Regions from separate parts of the Mus musculus genome. Here region 2 is linked to region 1. Evidence: chromatin contacts called from public HiChIP or PLAC-seq data. All regions are on one chromosome and are shown on one strand. The core of a region is the stretch at or near the end of the contact, and the rest is flanking DNA. Distances in the headings are between cores, read along the strand shown.

Region 1 (2,793 bases), core at 119-2,618:
AAATAAACAAACAAAACCAAAAGAGTAGGTTTCAACCAAAGATGGAAGACAGGATTACTGAAGTCATCAGATGCTCTTCAAGATGTAAGAGCCTTCCTCAGCTATTCTGGTTGCCTTAGGGTTAGTTAACAGGGCAAATGGTGTCAGTGTCCATAGTAGCTTATTGGGACTCTGGGAAGTGTTGGGGGTTCTAACAATGACTTTTATGGTAGTAAAAATAAGAAGAATGACTACTGCTGATTGAGCATTGGATCTGTTCAAGTCCCTTGCTAGGTACACATTGTCTCCCTTAGTCCTATAAAAGATCATTTCTGTCCCCTTTCTACACATGAGAGAATGGGGTGTAGAGAAATCCATTTTTTTTTTTTTGCAAAGTCACAGAGAATGGAACTAGAATACAGTTTGAGGAGAGCTAGGGCCAGAGCCTGTGCTCACATGGTCCCACTTCGCTGCACTGAGGAGACACCTGGGCCCTTTTTTCAGGGTGGGGTGGGGGTGGGGGTCAGTCTATGCTAGGAAGAGTCATGGATGCTAGAACAAAAGCCTGCTCTGGGCTTGTGTGAAGCATCCCATCTTATTCTACTCTGTCGTGCAACTGATTCTCAGACATGTTCTTCAGGGTGTCACTTCAGGTTCCTTGGAGGTCTGGGTGAGTGGATTTTGGGGGACACTAAATGAGAGTCATACGTACTTAAGATTGAACGTCATGGATATGACTGAGGAGAGGAGAAAAGAGGAGAGGGGAGGGCGGACAGGAAATGGGTGGCTGGGAGAGAGTCAGAGACAGACAGAGAGTCATGGGCAGACAGACAGAGACTGAGACTGTGACTTAAGTTTATTGCATGAAGGGCCAGGAAAGGAAGTGACAATGAAGGCCTTATCCTCCTGTTTTCCAAACTCAGGCTGTCTTATTCCTATAGATGTCCACACCTCCAGCCCCAGAGCTGTCCCTCCCCCTGCTTCTGGCCCCATGCTCTGGTGGATGTAGTGTGCAGCCTGCTTCTCTGGCTTAGGTAATGGAGGTTGCTGGACTCACCACCAGTAGAGGCTGTCCTCAGGTCACACAGGGACACAGCCTCACCAGACTCCTGCTCTCACAGATGCATACTGCAAACCCCACCTCTGCTTTTCTCTCTGTTCAGCCCGAGTCCTGGGCCAGGCGGCCTTAATGCTTCTAAGTAAAGAAATAACCCCCCTGTCCATTACCCTCCTTCCTTGGGAGTCCTGCACACAGAACTGCTTTAATCTCCCTCCAGTGATGTCTCAGGATGAAGGAGCATCAGGGTGAACTGTACCAATGGCCTGTTTACAGCCAAGGGCTTTGAAGAGGGTTGGAGGAGATGGGGAACTTTAGAGAAAAGAGGTGTGACTGAAGGTTTCTTTCTTCCTGGGTTAAAAGGACTAGCTAGTTAGTCTTACAGAACTAGCTAGTTAGTCTTACAGAACTGGTTGATTCTTCCTAAAATCTTAGGTGTTTTGTAACCTTAAGCACTCATTCTCCCAACCTCATCAGCTGGGAAGGCGGCAGCATCTCTAGCAACCTCAGGTTTCACATCTCCCCTTGGGAGGTGTAGGCTTGGGAGGGCATGCGGGTAGGTTTTGCTTGGGGATCTTAGGAGAAGAAAGGGAAGCCCAGAGACCTTGATCTTGTCCTATGCTTTGGGAAGCTGCATATCCCACTGTTGTGTTCCAGTGAGCCTGGGCTCATTAGAAACACAGGGTGAGGAGGGGGCCTGTGAAATGGGAACTTGGCCTAGCATCACCTTAAAGGGCCGGTGGGAGAGAACCACAAGCCTGTCCAGATCTTATCTTCTCAGGAAGGCGCAGGGAAAGGCACAGCAAAGCAGCAGCCTAGACAAGAACACCAGCTGCTGCCTTCACATCACACACCCACGTGTGGTAAAATTGCCGTTTCCCATGAAGATGAAAGAGAAAAGTGTAGCAGGGATTCCCTGAAGCTCAGTGGGGCAGGCAGGGGCCATGAGGACAACCCATGGCAATAGATCCTGCCTGGTCACCCTGGAAGAACACCAAGGGTCCCATCAGCTCTTTTAGGAGAAGCCAATCCAGCAACATTCTGTGTCTACTCCTTCTCCTCCTTCCCCCCTTTCCCCCGCCTCCTCCTGTTTGTTTTTGAGACACAAGGTCTAATGTAGCCCAGACTGTCCTTGAGCTCACCATGTAGGTGACGATGACCTTGAACTTGGGATCATTATGCCTCCTAAAGTTTATGAGATATATGTGGTGTGTCCTTCCTTGGCTCTCGGAAATCCAGCTGAACACAGGACAGCCCTTACCCACATAACAGAACCAACCACAAGAAAAGAGAAAGTTTACATGGCATGCAACACACACACACACACACACACACACACACACACACACACACACACACACGACAGCACAAATTACACACAAGAGCTGTTACAAATGCTACATGACTAATTGGCAAATGAAAGACATGCTCTTTCTCAGTTTGCTCCCACACTGACATTTTGCTAAACGGATGGAACAGCCGGAAAGGTGTCACAGCACTGCAGGTATCTGAAGTGGGGGTGGGGGAATGGTGGCCCGTCTCTGAGAAGGCAGCTTCTTGGCCAGGGGTACCTGTATTGTTCTGTTACAACGTAAAAAGGTTTGTTTTTTGAACTAGATTTAGTTATAGCTTGGCAGTGCTCTCAGAAAGCTCTGGCTCGGTCACACAGCTCCCTCCCCTCCCGCTCTTTCTCCATTCCTGGGGCTCCTGTTATTTGCCAGCTGACACCGGCCATGCTTCTGACCTCCAGGGTAGAT
Region 2 (2,793 bases), core at 143-2,642, 680 kb after region 1:
AAATTGCCCAGACATTTGGAACGCTTGACATGTATGCAGCTGAAGGAGAGTAGATCTGACAGCTTAGGTATTTTGTGGTCTATTTTTCCTTCTGTTGCTTCCAGGTTGTGTCAAAAAATTATAAGTATCAATGAAAGCCAGAGCCATTCAAAGTGACCGAAGAAACCTACTGGCCAACCTCAGATGACCTATAGAGCCACATCTGGCAGTTGTCCTGCAAGCAGGAAGTAGTAGGGCGTTGTTTCTCCATGGCCCACATTCGTTCCTCACAGTTGCTGACTGGAAAAGCAGGTCACCCAATGCTTAGAGACTAACCAGTGGGGCAAGATGCATCCAGGTTGAGACCCAGAGACAGCCTTCCCTTGGCCCTGCTTAAATGTCAAATCCTCTCCACACCGAGAGTCTGAGCTTGTCGGCTTGGCTTCCAGTCCTCACAAAAGCCCTGGTACTTCTCTGGCCTTTATCCAGGTGTCACATACCACTGGTTTCACACATGGACTCTGAGCTATAGTAATAGGACAGAAACCCTTGGTTCTTTAAGGACACAAAAGCAATGCTTGGTCCTAAGCAAGCCAGCCAATGTCTGATTCATTTGGCTCTCAGAGGAATTCTTGCCTTCCTTTGACATGGTCTCGAGTGCAGGATACAGCCACTGGACAGGTGGCTGATCTACAATCAAATAACTCTGTGTCGTGTGGCACCAATCTAAACCTCTGGCCTGGTGCCCGGTAAACAGCTGGACCACTAGGCTTTTACCCTTCACCCAGCTTAAGGTGCCACAAGTCTGGGTGGGACGTGCCTAAGATCTGGGACCTTCCCACTATCCCTCGGAGGCAAGGTGCTTGGTTCTGAGGGCAAAGGAGCATACAAAGTGTAATGCTGAGGGGCTGACAGGTAGTCCGGGAGCTCGGTTCCCCTTCTCTTTCAGAGTGACCAGCTAAGGCTCTGACATTCGCCTCACTCCTACTCTGTGAATGACTGGTCAGTCTACAACAAAGGCTTTCTCTCAGAATCTGAGATTAAGGAAGATGAAGGCCCTAGGCCGCCTGCCTATCTGTCTACAGTGGGCATATTGCATAATGAGAGCTGTCTCCACATCTTCACGGCAGCTTTGTAACAAAACACCAGGCCATGGCTTCTTATCTTTGCTGTCTTCCTCATCCACCTCCCATCTTCCCTTCTCCCACAGATGCACAGAGAAAACTAAGCAACTCTGGCTTTGAAGCCCTCCAGATTGGCCCTTTTCCCTTAGCACCCATTGTTTGCTGAACTCGCTATTGAGAAAGACCTTTAAGCTGCCCACCCCTCCTCCCACGTCTTCAGCCTAGCTTCATTTCCTCCTCTAGCAGGTGGTTAGGCAGTCAGGCCTCCAGGTTCATAGGCTTTGAAGGCCCAACTGGAGTGCGGCAGAGCCCACATTCGAATATATGAACAGGTGTTTTCCAGTGGTTAGATCAACTCAGAGGAAGTTAAAAAGAAGACTTTTCTTAGCTTTTAGACTTTTTAAGTGCACCTCAATCCAGAAGAAATGGCATTTTCTATAGATGCTGAAGCATACATAGAAAGACCTCCATCCACACTGCATTTCACACAATGTCCTCTTGGTCTCTGAGAAGAAAAGTGAATAATTTAAAATAAGGGTAGAGAAAAATTTTCTCTTCATAATTTCTGCCAGTCTAGGTCAAAGGCATTTCTGCAAAAAACAGAATTTTGGCCACAGCTTGCTGGGGTTCCTCAAAGGTGGAAAAACAGGCCCCATAACTTTTTCAGAAAAAAAAAAATCAAAACAAACAAACAAAAAAGACCAAAAAACTGTACAGTCTGCTGGCAGTGTTGCTGCCCTTGACTTTGATCTGTGTTTCCTTCTGAGAAAATCAACCACTTAAATCATAGAAGCGAGATTGTTTGTGGAAAGTATGTTTTAGCATTTTTGTGATTTTTTTTATTTGCTCTTTCAGAATTTTTTAGGTGTATATTTTAAAATTAGATTGGTGGGACTGTTTAGCCATTAAAGGTAAAAGGACTAGATAGATGCCTTTGGTCGCTTGCTTGGGAGTTCCTGTTGGGTCCTCTTGGTTGTCACCTTCTAGCTCTCGTGTGACCTTCCTACCTGCACAAAGCTCCACAAGGCATTCTGCTCCACAGACTAACATGCCTTAGAGATATTTTTCTAGAAATGCAAATACATATTGAGTCAGATTTTAGTTTTCCCATCTTCCCTTCTGCCTTTCCATAACCCTTCAGGGGGACAGAAAGGCAAAGGACGTTTTTGAGCAAGAGTTTCATAGGAATTGCATAGGATGGAGACGGATCAGGAAGTGCGAGCAGGATAATGAACTGTTGTGGGGTTCACAATCACTAAGTTTGAGCCTTCTCAGGGCCACACTCCTGGGCTGCTTTATACCCTCAGAAGATGAAGGCTGCCATCATATTGCATGCCGTCAGATCCTACTCAACTGTACCTGAGAGCTGGAAAGTGCCTCTCAGTTTAAAATTAGACAACTCATTAAGGAAAAGAGCCAGTCATCAAAATTAAATATGTCTCTTCATCAAATGATAGCATGATGGTGTGAAGGGGATGGTGGTGCATCCCGTCACCCCAGCACGCAGGAAACTGTAGCAGGAGATTCAAGAAACCAACCTGAACTATAGGATACCCTATATCCTGCCTAACTAAAAGGCGATGGACAGATCTGCATCAGACTGCCAGGCTTGGTGGTGGCAGCTTTACATAGAGCATATCTAACAAGTTTAAAGTGAAGAAATACTACACACCAAGCATAGACACAACCC

The links. HiChIP or PLAC-seq counts read pairs in DNA pulled down with a chosen protein or histone mark.
Region 2: a contact with region 1 is called in an H3K27ac HiChIP or PLAC-seq map of regulatory T cell precursor, with 7 times the contacts expected there. The contact joins two enhancer-like sites. A contact is called at or near these places in 6 of 39 promoter capture datasets (the 3T3-L1 cell line, embryonic stem cells, liver and 2 more) and 2 of 115 datasets of contacts at active chromatin or transcription factors (double positive thymocytes and regulatory T cell precursor).

What each region holds. Positions count from the first base shown.
Region 1 is chr9:51,183,708-51,186,500 of GRCm38.p6, forward strand. No RefSeq gene overlaps it. Among named protein-coding and RNA genes, the nearest start is that of Gm32742, 16 kb to the left of the region's middle. Within about 2 kb of position 1,369, at least 32 of the 459 cell types and tissues checked have an H3K27ac peak or open chromatin away from gene starts, as enhancers often do. A contact at or near this core is called in double positive thymocytes and regulatory T cell precursor, where this site is marked.
Region 2 is chr9:51,865,474-51,868,266 of GRCm38.p6, forward strand. All of the region lies in intron 1 of Arhgap20os (Rho GTPase activating protein 20, opposite strand), which reads right to left. Among named protein-coding and RNA genes, the nearest start is that of Arhgap20os, 9.0 kb to the right of the region's middle. Within about 2 kb of position 1,393, at least 33 of the 459 cell types and tissues checked have an H3K27ac peak or open chromatin away from gene starts, as enhancers often do. A contact at or near this core is called in double positive thymocytes and regulatory T cell precursor, where this site is marked.